Regions from separate parts of the Sus scrofa genome. Here region 2 is linked to region 1. A link is a contact called in public Hi-C data. All regions are on one chromosome and are shown on one strand. Each heading gives the region's core, a stretch centred on a gene start, on an enhancer-like site or on the middle of the called end of the contact. The rest is flanking DNA. Distances are from core to core; before and after follow the strand shown.

Region 1 (6,985 bases), core at 3,885-6,384:
CACAAGGTTGATGTGTTGAAATCAAGTAGTGTTAGGTTCCCCGACTTTGTTATATTTCAAAGTTGATTTAGCTATTCTAACTCTTTTGCATTTCCATTTGAATTTCAGAACCTGTGTGTCAGCTTATAAAATGGAAAAAGCCTGTGGGATATTGACTGGGATCAGGTTGAATCAACAGATCAGTTTGGGAAGAACTGACATCTTAATATTGACTCTGACTCATAAACATGGAATGTCCATCCTTTTGTTTAAATGTTCTTTAATTTCTCTCAATATCTTGTAACTCTCAGTACACATATTTTGCACATCTTTTGTCAGATTTATTTTTCAGTATTTAACATTTAATGCTATTGTAAATATTTTTAAAATTTCAAATTCTAATTGTTCATTGCTGATTTTGTCTTTCTCCCTATTTTACTGAAACAAAGTGCACAGATCTTAAGTGTAGAACTTGAAACTATTTTACCTGTGAATACATTACTGTAATTATCACCCGAATTAAGATATATTAATATTCCTCGCATCAAAAAGTTGTCCTCCGGGAGTTCCTGTCATGGCTCAGTGGCAATGAATCCGACTAGGAACCAAGAGGACCCCTGGCCTCGCTCAGTGGGTTAGGGATCTGGCGTAGCCGTGAGCTGTGGTGTAGGCCGGCAACTACAGCTCTGATTCGAAGCCTAGCCTGGGAAACTCTACATGCCGAAGCTGCAGCCCTAAAAAAAAATTGTCCTCATGGTCCTTCCCAGCCTTCCACTTTTTGCTACTGTGAATAGTGCTGCAATCGGTATTCTTGTATAGAAATGTTAGTATTCTTTTCTCTTGGCCAGAATTACTGGAAAATAGAGTCTATGTATGACTAGCTGGAGTAGATAGTGTCAAAGATTTCCAAAGTAGCTATTACCAGTTTATACACGCAACAGTAATATATGAAAGGTATATGTAATATTACAGTAATTCATTTCCTGTCTTTGCCAAGGCTTGGGAGTGGAATTCCTTTTAATTTTAGCCATTTTGGTGAGCGTGTTTAGTACTGGATTATGATTTGACTGTCCCTGATACAGCTACTGATCTAGAACTTCTTTTCATATGCATATTGGTCATTTAGAGAAAATGTGAAAACCAACCAATGTAATTAAAATGAACACATTAAAGAAAAAATATACATGGACATTTCAGTAAAAGCAGAAAACACATATGATATTGAATGCTTTTCTCCTAATGTTACAACCAAAGCGGGAAGTCCATAATCACTACTTCTGTTCAACACTATAGCACATGTACTAGCCAGTGACAACCAGCAAGAAAAATAAAAGGTATAAATAATGATTGCAGGAGTTCCCCTCGTGGCTCAGTGGTTAATGAATCCAACTAGGAACTGTGAGGTTTCGGGTTCGATCCCTGGCCTCGATCAGTGGGTTAAGGATCTGGCGTTGCAGTGAGCTGTGCTGTAGGTCGCAGACGCGGCTCAGATCCTGCGTTACTGTGGCTCTGGCATAGGCTGGAGGCTGCAGCTCCAATTAGACCCCTAACCCAGGAACCTCCATATGCCGCAGGAGTGGCCCTAGAAAAGGCAAAAAAAAAAAAAAAAAAGATTGCACAGAAAACATTAAACCATCTGTTCACAGATGAAAAGAGTACGGTCATAAAAATTCTAAAAGAATCTACATGAAGTACTACAAATGGGGACCTTACTAAGATGGTTGAATATAATGGCAATGTGTAAAAATCAGCAGTGTTTCTCTACACTAGCAGCTGAGAGAAACTAAAGACCACTTAAATAAACTGAGGGGTGTATCACATTCACAGATTGGAGTAATCAACATGAAGATATCAGAAAAAAAATAGAGGCAACCTAAATGTCAGTTGACAGATGAATGGATAAAGAAGATGTCTGTATCCACATATACATAAAAAATGGAGTATTACTCAGCCATAAAAGAGAATGAAATAATGCCATTTGCAGCAACATGGATGGACCTAGAGCTCACCATACTACATGCAGTAAGCCAGACAAAGACAAATGGCATATCACTTACATATGGAATCTAAAATATGACACAAATGAGCTTACAAAAACAGAGACTCACAGATATAGAAAACAAGTTTATGGGGAGTTCCCATTGTTGCTCAACAGAAATTAATCCGACCAGTATTCATGAGGTTTCGGGTTCAATCCCTGGCCTCATTTACTGGGTCAGGGATCAGGCTCTGCCGTGAGCTGTGGTGTAGGTCATAGATGGCAGCTCGGATCCAGTGTTGCTGTGGCTATGGTGTAGACCAGCAGCTGTAGCTCTGATTTGACCTCTAGCCTGGGAACCTCCATATGCCACAGGTGTGGCCCTAAAAAGAAAAAAAAAGAGAAGAAAACCAATTTATGGTTAACAAAGGGGAAGGGATGAGGGAGAGATAAATTAGGAGTTTGGGATGAGCAGATGCAATTACTATAGATAAAAGAGCTAAACTGTATAGTGCAGTGAACTATATTCAGTATCTTACAATACACTATAGCGGAAAAGAATATGAAAAAGAATTTACATGTAAAACTGAAATCACTTTGCTATACACTAGAAACACATTGTAAATTAACTATAGTCAATTAAAAAAAAATGAGAGTTCCCTTTGTGGCTCAGCAGTTAAAAAACCTGACTAGGATCCATGAAGATGCTGGTTTGATCCCTGGCCTCTCTCAGTGGGTAAAGGATCCAGCATTGGCCATGAGCTGTGGCGTAGGTCACAGACCTCGGATCCAATTTGCTGTGGCTGTGGTGTAGGCCAGCAGCTATAGCTCCAATTCAACCCCTGGCCTGGGAACTTTCATATGCTGCAGCCCTTAAAAAATAAATAAATAAATAAATAAATAAGAGAGACTGTTTTCCCTTAAAAAATAAATAAATAAATAAATAAGAGAGACTGTTTTCCCCAAAATGGCTGATCTTGATCTATAGATTCAATGCAAGCCCAATTAAAATCCCAGCAGGGTTGTTGTTGGGGTTTTTTGGAAAATTTGACGGGGTCATTGTAAAACATAAATAAATGGAAATGTGTTGTAAAACGTATAAAATAATGTAAATACAAAAGACTTTGACTAGCCAAGGCAATTTTGAAGGAAAAGTTACAGGGCTCCAAGACTATAGGAGTTCCTGGTGTGGCTTAGTGGGTTAAGAACCTGACATAGTATTCAAAAGGATGCAGGTTTGATCCCTGACCTCGCTCAGTGGGTTAAGGATTCAGCGTTGCCTTAAGTTGCTGCACAGGTGCAGCTCAGATCTGGTGTTGGTGTTGCCATTTCCATGGCGTTAAGCTGCAGCTCTTTTTTGAACTCTAGCCTGGGAACTTTCATATGCTACAGGTGCGGCCAAAAAAGCAAAAAAAAAAAAAAAAAGGCTCATAAAGTTAATCAATTAATGGTGTGGTACCAGTTTAGACCAAGGGAATGAGAACCTGGAAACAGACCCACATATGTGTGATCAACTACTTTATAACAAAAGTGCCATAATTATTTAGTGGGGGGAATGGCAAATAAATCTTTTCAGTATGTAGGGCTGGGATATCCATTTAGGGGGAAAAGGAACCTTAATCCCAACCTCATACATTTTATAAAAATTAATAGACCTGGACATGAAAAGTATGATAGTAAAGCATCTAGAAGAAAACACAGGTGACTCTGTTCATGGCTTTTGAGTAGGCAAAGCCTTATACTAGATGCAAAAAGAACTGATCACAAAAGGAAAGCTCAAGAGTTCTGGTGGTGGCTCAGCGGTAAGGATCCTGACTAGTATTAATGAGGATGCGAGTTTGATCCCTGGCCTCACTCAGTGGGTTAAGGATCCAGCATCTCGTGAACTGTGGTGTAGGTCGCAGATGCAGCTCAGATCTGGCATTGCTGCGGCTGTGGCATAGGCCGGCAGCTGCAGCTCTGATAACCCCTAGCCTGGAAATTTCCATATACCCTAAAAAGAAGCAAAACAAAAGGAAAGATCAGCAAACCCAGTTTTTTCTTAGTTATTTCTGCAATTCTTACCATCCCCTCCATCCCTATTGTTACAGACCTATTTATAAGAGTCACTTTGGCTTGTAATACAGCAGTTGTCTTCCAACTGTTCTTTTTTCTTTCTTTCCTTTTTTTTTTTCTTTTTAGGACTGCACCCTTGGCATATGGAAGTTCCCAGGCCAGGGGTCAAATCAATCGGAGCTATAGCAGCCAGCCTACACCACAGCTCACCGCAAAGCTGTTTCCTTATCTGAGTGAGGCCAGGGGCTGAATCAGTATCTTCATGGATCCTAGTTGGATCCGTTTCTGCTGCACCACAACAGGAACTCCCCAATGACTGTTCTTTTCCTTTATTCTTTGATAGCACAGATAATAAACATTTAAAATGTAAATTTCACTAGTACAGCCTTCTTTTGAGTAAAAATCTTATAATGGGTTAGGATCCTTCAGAGAAGCTCATCCCAACTTCTCAACGGACCACAACTAGTCCTTTATGACCTGGCACATAACCTACCTCCCTGCCCTCTCTGCTTCTAGCCTGAATTTTGGCTCTATCAATTTTAGAGTTCACATTATCACTTGCTAGCATTCATCCTATTCCGTCTGAATTGCTTTTTTCATTTCCTTCACTGATTCGTCTTTCCAAACTGAAGCTCGAGTACAAAGTGTTTGAGGATTCCATCCCTAGACCTTATGGGCGGCTAAAAGCCCCTTGTTACCACATCACTGACTACTGTCTTTCTTTCCTTTTAGCACTTAGAACTAAATTGACTTAAGTTTCTGGGGGGCATTACCACCACTGAATCCCAGGACTTAGTTTAGATTTTGGATGTAGTAGACACTCAACTTCAGTTATTCCTTCATCTCTACTGAGGAACCAACCATTCACTCCCACTCCCTCTTGCTCCCGGACTCCGGTCCGTGGAACCTGCTGGAAGTTTCGTCTATCTAAACTGCATGGGTCAAAAGTGGGAGGGGGCCTGTCCGACTAGGTGTAAAGTAACACCAAGACAACTTGAGGGTCCATTTCTCCTTTCAATGCCTTCGGATGGAGTACGTTTTTCTTCTTAGTCTGGGAAGCCAACGAGGAAGACAACCTTAGGTCTGCGGAGTCCTGGGGCCCATGGAACAGTCCACCCGCCCCGGAACCAAAAGGCTTCCTCTGCTCTACCCTCCGCAGAGGCAGAACGACTTCCGGAAAGTCCGCGGCCTTCAGGGTTCCCAGCGCCAAGATGCCGGCACCCACCAATGCGCCGCGCCATCCGGAACTCGCTCCCGGAAAAGAACACGTAGCGCGGGATGACGTCACGGGTCACAAAGGGCTCGGTTGCTTCCAAGAGCCATGATGAGCGCTGTAGGGAAAAACGGAGCTCGATGTGCTTTGTGTTATTAACAGACATATAAACTCCCCCAAAGTCCACACGTTCCCGAAGGAGAACAGTATGGTACAAAACTCCTTTCAAGCTAGCGCTCCGGAGGCTCCACGGGACTGTGGGCGCGCAGCGGGACGGAGGGCTAGCGTGAACCACCGCGGCCTCCGTAACCGAGGCTGCAGGGGGCGGAGCCTGCGGGGCTGGTCTCCGGCCAGGGGGCGGGCCGGGAGAGTCGGTCCTCCACGGTCCCAGCCCACCCCGCGCCCGCGCTTCGCCTCCCCTCCCCCCCCCCCCCCCCGCGGCACGCTGCGTGGCTGCTCGTTGGCTCCTTAGGACGGAAGCTCGGTTGGTGTTTCTCCAGAAGTTTCCCCCTTGGGCGGCGGCGGACTGGTAACCTCGGTAGGAGCGGCTCCAGCAGCGGTAACAGTGACCAGTAGGGATGGCGGCGGCTGCAGCGGGACCTGCAACGGCCCAAAGGTGCGTGTTTTACCTTTTCTTTGCTATTTATTAGTACCCAGCATCCTCTGTTTTCCTTGGTTAGTGCGCCCTGCTGAAGTCGTTGTTTTCCTGGCAGGTTTTTCCGGAGCTTCTCAGATGCTCTGATCGAAGAGGACCCCCAGGCGGCGTTAGAGGTGAGCGAGCTGGTCCAGCTTCCTTCACTTTGCTGTGGGCAACGGGGGGGCCGCGTTGGGTTCTGGCCCACCCCGCCTCTTCGCAGCACTGTTTTCCCGGGGCCGGGGCTGCTGCTTGTCTTGTGTCTCAGTCTTGATATTGAAAACCCCCGCCTCTTTTCTCTGTCCATCAGCGGCCCAGTCACTCCAGATCCCAGTTCTTGCTACCTCCCTCTCCTAGACGGTTCCTGCATCCTCGGAGCGTCTCAGTAAAACCTGCCTTCTTTCTTGGGAATGTGGTTGACTTTCATAGTTGGCCTGAAAGGGCCTGGTTTTTTTTGTTTGTTTTTAATGGCATTAGGGACAAAAAGGAAATTTTAGGCTTGATATTTGTTAACTCGGCTTTTCGCTTGACTAAGTCATCCTTGCCATTTTAATGTACCAGGCTCTGTGCTAAGTGCCTGTATGAACTCGCTACTGGAACAAAAACCTTTCCTGTGTGTGCCTGAAAATTTCCAGATGTCCTGTCACTGTTCATTATTCACTCATTTGCTTCTTCCTCAAAACAATTTCTTGGGGTTTTTGTTGTGTGCAAGGAACTGATTGCTGTGGGTTAAAGTCTTAGTTCGATGTTTAACTGACTTGGTGGGCATTCTGTGTGCAATGAAAGGCTATAAAGGTGTAAAGGAAAGCAAAAAACAAGAGTGAAGTCATGATTGAAACTAATAAAGGGAGCCCACATTAAGAATACGTGATGCAGTGGGTCCCAAAGTTTAGCCAGGTGTCTCTTGCTTGGAAGCTCAAGAGGGAACCTTGGTTCGCAGTTGTGATCCACCACATGGAAGGTGAGCAGTTTGAGGCAGGAAAACCTTTTCCTCACCGTGACTTCTAAAAGAAATCTGCCACATGGTTGGTTGAGGAGGTGACATCTGAGCTGAGGCCTGAGGGAGTGAGCTTGGAAGCTCTGGAGAAAGATGATTTCAGGCAGGAAGAGGAGCCGGTTTCAAGAT
Region 2 (7,911 bases), core at 5,061-7,560, 51 kb after region 1:
AAAGGATACATTTTTCTAAAGAGTGTTTATCTGTTGGTTAGATTTCCTGGAAGTTGCGGGATTCAGGATTTTGCTCAGTCAGATGGAATTCCTAATATATGTGACTGTGGTATGTACAGTGTTACTTAGTCTAAATACAATAGATTTATGGGTGAAGAAGGGAATTTTGAGAAGTAGGTTAGATTGCTTGCCCTAAAATACTGCTTCTCTTTTTCTTTTACCATTCTGGACAAGGAAAATTTGTAAGCCTCCAGAAATGGAAAAAACGCCATTTTTAGCCTCTTAACTTTTATCCTTATTTTCTGCTATCTCAGCTGAGCTATTAATTGGTCTCATTTTCCAGACTCCATTTTCAGTTCTCAAATTTTGGTTCTTCTGGTGCTCTAGCTGCTCTTATTTCTTCAGAAGGTACTTTTTTCCTCAGTAATCATTTTGCTTTTTGAGGGTTAGTCTGGGAATACGTTTTTTCCCTTAATCTTAAGTTCTTCATCTGTTCTCCCGATTTCTATAATTATTTGCACCTTGATGAATTCTGGGAATCTTGAATGGGATAATCTGCTTCTTTGAATTCTGCTTTGAAGTAATCTCTTTAGATCGCTGTACCACAGGTTTGAAACACCCGGGTCAGTATTGGTAATTTTCTGGTATGTGTCCTCACCTGTTGAGAGTTGCTTACACACTAGCAAGTTCAGTCTTCAACATGGGCAGTTATTGGTCACTTAAAAAAAAAGTCTGTTTTCTCTGTCTTTCTGTGGAGTAGAGAAAAAGGATAGGTTGCACTGGTAAGTACGGTTCTCCCCCCAGCATTTTCATTTTTTTGATCTGTGGTGTTCACTGACTGCAGAACATCGAATCGTTGCTGTTGTCTCTCTGAGCCTGGAAAAAAACTTACTTTATCTTAGCAGGCTAACTATATAGGACAAGGGAGAAAATAATTGACCTGTCCTAGATACATTTTTTAGATAAATTTCAAATAAACATTTAAAGTGAGGGTATGTCACTATGCTATTATGAACAGTCTAGATAGAAATTTTAATAGTTTAGTCCTGAAATGTATTTTGGCTGTCCTTTCCCATTTTACCTTCCTTTTCTTCTTCCCTAATTATCTACATATGAGATTAGGTCATTGATCTGAGAGACACATCGCAGGCCGAGAGCAGTATTGCCTATTAATTGACCGTCTGATCTGCCTGGTGCACTTGAATTTTATTGGGATCGTCCTTGTCCAGGTTCGCGTGCATCTCTCTGACTTGTAGCTATTACTGACATTTCCAAAAATAGGTAGAACATTTCTGGGTGTTGTGACTGTAAAGAAATTTACCTTTATACTCTTACTCGCTGTTTTAGCCCCATAGGAATATATCAGTTCTTTCTGCCTCGGAGGAACCAAGGAAGAAATACTAAAAGCTGAAGGACAAAATAATGGTTTTTGTTCCAGCAAGGGTTATGTGTAGTTTTAAATGAGAGGGATCATCAGCATTGGTCTGGTTTCTTTTGTCTCCCAGCTGTGCCTTTTCTATTGTAAGATCATTTTACACACACCCGAGAGATTTTATTTTGGAGCAGTTTGAGAAGTTGTGGGTAAATTGGAGGTATTGATGTACTCAAAAGTGTTACTCTTTGGGGCCACCCTCGTAATTGCTTCTGAAATTAATTTAACTCTTAGTCTTTCTTCCTCCCTCAGTATCTTACCCCCTCCCCCACAACCCCAAATCAGCCAAAATCATACACATGGCTAACCTATGCAGGCAGTAGCAGTAGTACTAGTACTTTTTGTGGGCCAGGTGTCACAGAGTGCTTTATATGTGCTATCTCATTTCTAACAGCCTGTGAAGTGCTAGTAGCTACTCTTTTCAGATCAGAAGAATGAGGCCCAAGTGAAGTTCTTTGCCCTGTTTACTCACTGATAAGTGATGGAGCTGGGACTTGAACTGAGGCCTGTCCCACTTTAGTTCCCCTGCTTTTAACAATTGTGAATGAATTGGGTGGACAATGAATGATTTTTATTAATAAATTAGTTGACAGGCAGAGAATGTGCAAGTTGAATTTTTCAGTGCCTGTACATGAGCTGGGCAGTAGATTTCTTAAAGATAAGAGTAGTATCAGTTTCTTAAGTAGAAAAGGTTATTAGCAATCCAAATCTATTGCCTCTTATGGAAGGTAATACAACCAGGTAGTCTTGATGTGCGTTGAAGATTTTGTTTTTCTCAAATCCAGATAATTAAAGAGAAACAAGATACACTGAAAATTGTCATAGGCGTGAGAAGACTAGCAGGCCCATCGTGCTGATTATTCTTTTTTTGAACTTCCCACCACATACAGAAGTTCCCAGGCTAAGGGTTGAATTGAAGCAGCAGCTGCTGGCCTTACATCACAGCCTTAGCAACGCCTAATCTGAGCCAGTCTGCAACCAACACTGTAGCTCGCAGCAATGCTGGATCCTTAACCTACTGAGCAGGGACAGGGGTCGAACCTGTGACCTCATGGGTACTAGTCAGATTCCTTACTGCTGAGCCACAATGGGACCTCCAAAATTATTCTTTAAGTTAGGAACTCTCACACTAGTTTTCATTATTCAAATGTTAAGATTGTTTCAAGGTTATTTCCTATTTAGATACGTGTATTGGGATCAGTGTATCACTGATTAATTCAACAAAATTAGAATGATTTAGGTTATTTCCTTTATGCCAGTCATGTGAGCATTTTATATATATTCTGAATTCTGGAGAGTGTGAAGTCTTGTAAATATTGCCTTTGCTGTGCCTCCAAATTGGAATTTTTTTTTTCTTCTGTGCCTGCTCCTGCAGTATGTGGAAGCTCCCAGGCTAGGGATTGAATCTGAGCCACAGCTGTGATCTACACTACCGCAACCGTAGATCCTTTAACGCACTGCCCCAGGCCGGGGATTGAACCCGAGTCACTGCAGCAACCCAGACCGCTGCAGTTGGATTCTTAACGTACTTGTACTATAGCGGGAACTCCCAAATTTGAATTTTTAATTCTCATTTTTGCATTGAGACTTCTCATACATATCTGACTGACTTTCTCTTGAATGATTATAGAATTCAGTTATACAAAAAGATGTTTCAGAAACAGTACTCTTGGCTCAAAAGTAATTTTTAATTTATCAAAAAGGAGTTAGGGAAATAATCTTCAAGACCTGTGTATAAGCTTTTAAAAACCACCCTGTGCAACTACAAAAGCTCTAATTGGCAGACCGTTACTGTGCGCGTGATGCACTGTGAAATGCGTTAAAAGTCAGTGAGTACTGCATAGTGGTTAAATGCATGGGCTCTGAAGACAGCCTGCTTGAGGTCAAATCGTGAGTGCACCGCTGACTAGCTGTGTGACAGTGGGCAGGTACTTCATGTCTCTGTGTCTCAGTTTTCCTATCTTTGAAATGGGGACAGTAACATCAACCTCATGGGCTTTTATGTGTTGCACGAGTTGATACCATTCTACAGTTACTTAATCCTAATTCAGATAGCCCTAAAAACTAAATTTGTGTGTATGTGTATGACTCTGGTTAAAAAAAAAAAAGTCCTGTATTTACAATATGAATAGTGTTATATTTTGCTGCGAAAATATTAACAGAATGCTACCACAAATCCTTCTGAGATTGTTACACAGTAGATAGTATACCTGTATTGTGTGCTGAATTCACAATCTGAATTCAGAAACACGTCCAGCCGCAAGTGTATGTGTACCTGTGTGTGTAAAGTGCACAGAGCGGTGCTTAATGTTAAAGTCAGATTATCTTATATGCTTTTAGGCTGAGAGGTTTAAATCCTATAGAAAGCCTTTTTGTTCTCAATTCAGTCCTTCAAGATTGAGGATTGTGTCTGAGGAAATTATATCAGCTAGTTAAAAATTGTTAGTATAATTTTAAAAATTTACAGCGCGACCATAAGAGTTTGTAGGAAAGCTTTTATTTCATTTTTGGCCAGGCCCTTGGCATGCAGATGTTCCCAGGCCAGGCATGGAACCTGTGCCAGAGCAGCAGCCTGAGCCACAGCCATGACCACACTGGATCCGTAACCTGCTGAGCCACCAGGGAACTCCTGAAGTTTTTATTTTGAATGAGTAGTTATTTTAATTTACTTCGGCAGAGCCTCAATATGCAAGTATTGTCAGCAGTACTTTAAAAAGAATCATGAAGCGTAGTGGTGCCAGAAGATACAAACTATTATGTAGAATGTTAAGGGACTTCCCTTAAGAAGTTCTCTGATATTCCATTTTCATTTAAATCTCAAGACAGAATAAAACTATCAGGGTTTATAGAAAGTCATACTACTTATAAACCACAAGTTCTGTCCTATTATTTCCATCAGTGTAGAGAAGCCAATAGTTGTGTTTGCAAGACTTATTTCATTAGTCTGTTCTCCTCCCCTCACCCTTGAAACAGTCAGTGGGGAAACAAGAAGTATTGTGGACTCAAGTTCAGGGTTCTCCCCCAGCTACCACTTTTTGTCAGTCATTGTACTCTAGCCTTGACCTTTTCTGGGACCCATTTGACTACCAGCTGAACACTTAAGTTAGCTAGCTTAACTCCATGGTCAGGAAATATGCTAAGAGATTGAATGCATTTCCTTGGCACTGCTGCTTACCATTTTACTATTTATTAGTTGCAAAATGATCAATTTCTTTTATTTCGACTGTACCACAGAGGCAACTGTTTTATAATAGCAAAAAGGATACCAACAGATGAATCTGCAATCTTAAATTCCAAGTTTTGCTGTGTTAATAAATGGTGTTTTTTGAGAGGACAAGTGACTTAACCCTTCTGAACCTTTTTCTCATCTCTAACACTGGGTGATAATATTGCGTCAGGATTGTGAAGACAGTTAAATCCCATCTCAGAGTGTGTGACCAATAAATATAAAGTCCTTAATTTTTTTCCTCAGTGCTGTTGAGTAGTGGAATTCCTGAAAGGAAGGTACCAGTTCTGATTTTTAGCTGCTATTCAAGGGCAGTCATTATTCAGCCTCATTCAGGTTTTTGGGGGGGGTGTTTTTTTGGGGTGGTGGTGGTTTTTTTGTTTTTTAACCTCATCTGTCACTGCTGCACTGTGTACCTAGGCTCCAGGCGCACAAGAGTAGTCTATTTAAGGGTTTGCATGTTTTTTTCCATAAAGGGCAATGTAGTGAATATTTTAGGCTTTGTGCGTCACATAAAGACTCTATTGCATGTTGTTCTTGTCTTGGGTTTGCAGACCTCTGGTCTGTCTGAATATCCTATGTATATTTTTTCTTCCAACCCAACTAGAGAGTTTCAGTTTCCTACTGATGTGTCAAAACTGAGCTCCTCTGCCACCTCCAGGAAAGCTGTTTAATTTTGTGCTGCTACTCTGGCAGTGGCTGGCTTCATAGCAGTTGGGTTGGGTTATTTGCTTATGGTTGAGACACCCATTAGATCCCTTGATAAGAGTCAAACCAAAACCACAGTGTCTCATAGGCATGTTTGAGAGTTTGATCTGTTCTTTCTTTAGGGAGTCACTACAGCTGACTCATTTCTTGCATCATTTGAGCCTCTTTGGTGAGGGTTTTGGGGGCTGCCTTCCAACTTTCTATCTGCTGGAGCTGCTGTGTAGAGAATGAGCCCTCAGAATTTGGCAGGTGGTGTTAATGCTCCCCAGAAGACTCTCTGTATTTTCTTCTCTTCATTGTTTAGGTATCTCCCATTAGAATAGTCTTGTGAAATCCGCGGGAATTCACTGCCACCCCAGCTGGGGTCTTGGAGGTCCCTTACGGATGATGCATCAGAGCTGTACTGGTTTAAGGGTTAGTAGCTTGATAGCTGTTTTACCCTGTGTGTCCTATTTGATTATGTTACTGTTTTTGGATCTTGGCTGCAGAGCAGGGTGCTTTTTCACGTCGTATCAGAAGTGTTTGGTATCAGAAGTGTTAACCTTACACCAAACTACATAATTAGTTTTTAAAACTGTAGTTTGTTGCTTATATCATGCCCTTGAAATTGATTATTTATTCATCAATATAGATAACAGTGATTTTTCAATAGATTTTTAACCCCTGGTCAGGAGAGCTAAATCTAATTTGTTCTTCAGCTATCTTCATAACTAGAGGGAATAGCAGTTATATAACTTTAAAACCCGTGTAATACTCAAGTATTTTTTGTTTCGCTATTTTCAGATTCCTTTTTTTTGCCACAACTGTTTTAAAACTAAAATATGTGTGTTTCCTTAAAGAAGGGACTGAACTTTATTTTCTAATTCAGTTAGTCATCCTTTGGGAAGGAATTTTGAGCCCAAGAAACTCGTAGGGGAAAGGAGGCCAGAGTTTTATAAAGCCAGGAATGGGTCTGGGCATGTGAACAGGTCTGAAAACCAAGAGTTGAGTCAGGCAGTGTATAAGCATACCAGCATCCGGAGGTGGAAATTTGAACTGCTTACTAGTACATTTTTTTTTCTGGAAAACCTCCAAAGAAATTCTGAGATACTGAACCTCTTTGATCAGGGTTTTATACTTGATTTTTTTAACAATATTAATGTCCTTGAGATTTTTCTGTCAAAGCCATATGTGTTTTTCTTCGAATGGGTTTTCACTGTAGTATAGGTAATAGAATGATATATAGAACAATATAAATAAGTACAAAATACATAGTTTATGATATCATTCATCAACATTGAGTGCCAGGGATGTGCCAGACACTGTTCTGGGCTCTAGGGAGACACTGGTGAACAGATCCTTGCATTTGTGGAGCCTAACTTATGGGGGAAATAGCAGAGTACATGTGAAGTGATGTCAAGTGCTGAGAAAGAAAACTAAATGTGCAAAGAGGACAACAGGTGGTTGGAATTTGAGATCCGAGATCAATTGAGAATTCAGTGAGCAGGTGATGCTCGAATACAGACTTGAGGGCGGCGGAGGGAGCTGTGAAGATGCTTGAGAAGGAGCACTGCCGGCGGAAGGAACAGCAGATGTAGAGTCCTGCTGTGTTTGAGGGATGCTGGGGAAGCTACGGGGCTGGGGCAGAGTGAGTGAGGGGAGGTAACGGGGCCTAGAACAGGTAGGGCCTTGCATATAACACAGGGGAGATGATGGTAGCCGGGCCAGCGCTTTTCCCAGCTTCATACAAAACCTGTGATCCTCAGTGCTGTCGAAGTTTGGCCAGTTGTCATTCTTTTTAAAAATGCTTTTAATTTTTATCAGATGTACATAGAATCGGATCAGATTTACTTTATAAATCTAACAATGTTTGCAGTGGAATTTCCGTTCTGAACACCCGGTGGTATCGATGTGAATGAATTTGCGTGATGGCATATGACTTACTGGGTATATGAGAAGCCCTCACTTTCAGTATTTTTTTGAAATACTTTATTTCTGTTCTTTTTACATACTAAACTATAGGCAACATCACATTTTAGCGTAATCTTTGTTTAGCAGAACTATTTCCTATTCTATTTGTTTAGCAGAACTATTTCCTATAGCTATAGCAGACTAGATAATGAGAAAAACTGAGTCAATTAGAATGACTGGTTGTGCACAGGGATTTAAGAATAAGTGTGGGACTGGATTTCGTGTTTAATAGAACTGTCTAAATCAGGTCAGCAGGCATGTTTTTATGGGCCATCTGCCAAGACTAGAAGCATCTTTGGCACCTATTACTCCCCTAGACATGTATTTGCATGAGACATGAAACAAAGTCAGTATTTTAGAGCTGGAATAAATCTTAAGTACTGTCTAGTCTAAGCTTTTGGTTTTACGAATGCATTTTTTCGAGAGCATTCTCACATGCTTTTTTCCTTCATAAGAGTTCTTTAACGTAACTCACACGGATAGTTGGTGAGAGAACTTTTGTACTCATCTCCTAACAGTTGCCCCAAATACCAGGCAACTATAAAAATTAGAGCATTGGGAAGATATTTTCTATGATAATGTATAATACAGTGGT

What was found. A called contact is a pair of places that touch in the nucleus more often than the background predicts.
Region 2: a Hi-C map of fibroblasts shows a contact between it and region 1, with 2.1 times the contacts expected there. The contact joins the enhancer-like site here to the promoter of SUGT1 in region 1. A contact is called at or near these places in 5 of 47 Hi-C or Micro-C datasets (adipocytes, embryonic fibroblasts, epiblast stem cells and 1 more).

The regions. Positions count from the first base shown.
Region 1 is chr11:25,900,308-25,907,292 of Sscrofa11.1, forward strand. It overlaps SUGT1 (protein SGT1 homolog), which reads left to right and starts at 5,135. Exons shown (of 13, transcript XM_005668449.3): 1 at 5,135-5,841; 2 at 5,939-5,996. The coding sequence starts at 5,804.
Region 2 is chr11:25,950,626-25,958,536 of Sscrofa11.1, forward strand. SUGT1 (protein SGT1 homolog) reads left to right here. Exons shown (of 13, transcript XM_005668449.3): 13 at 1-7,911. Among named protein-coding and RNA genes, the nearest start is that of CNMD, 40 kb to the right of the region's middle. Within about 2 kb of position 6,311, at least 5 of the 83 cell types and tissues checked have an H3K27ac peak or open chromatin away from gene starts, as enhancers often do. A contact at or near this core is called in embryonic fibroblasts, where this site is marked.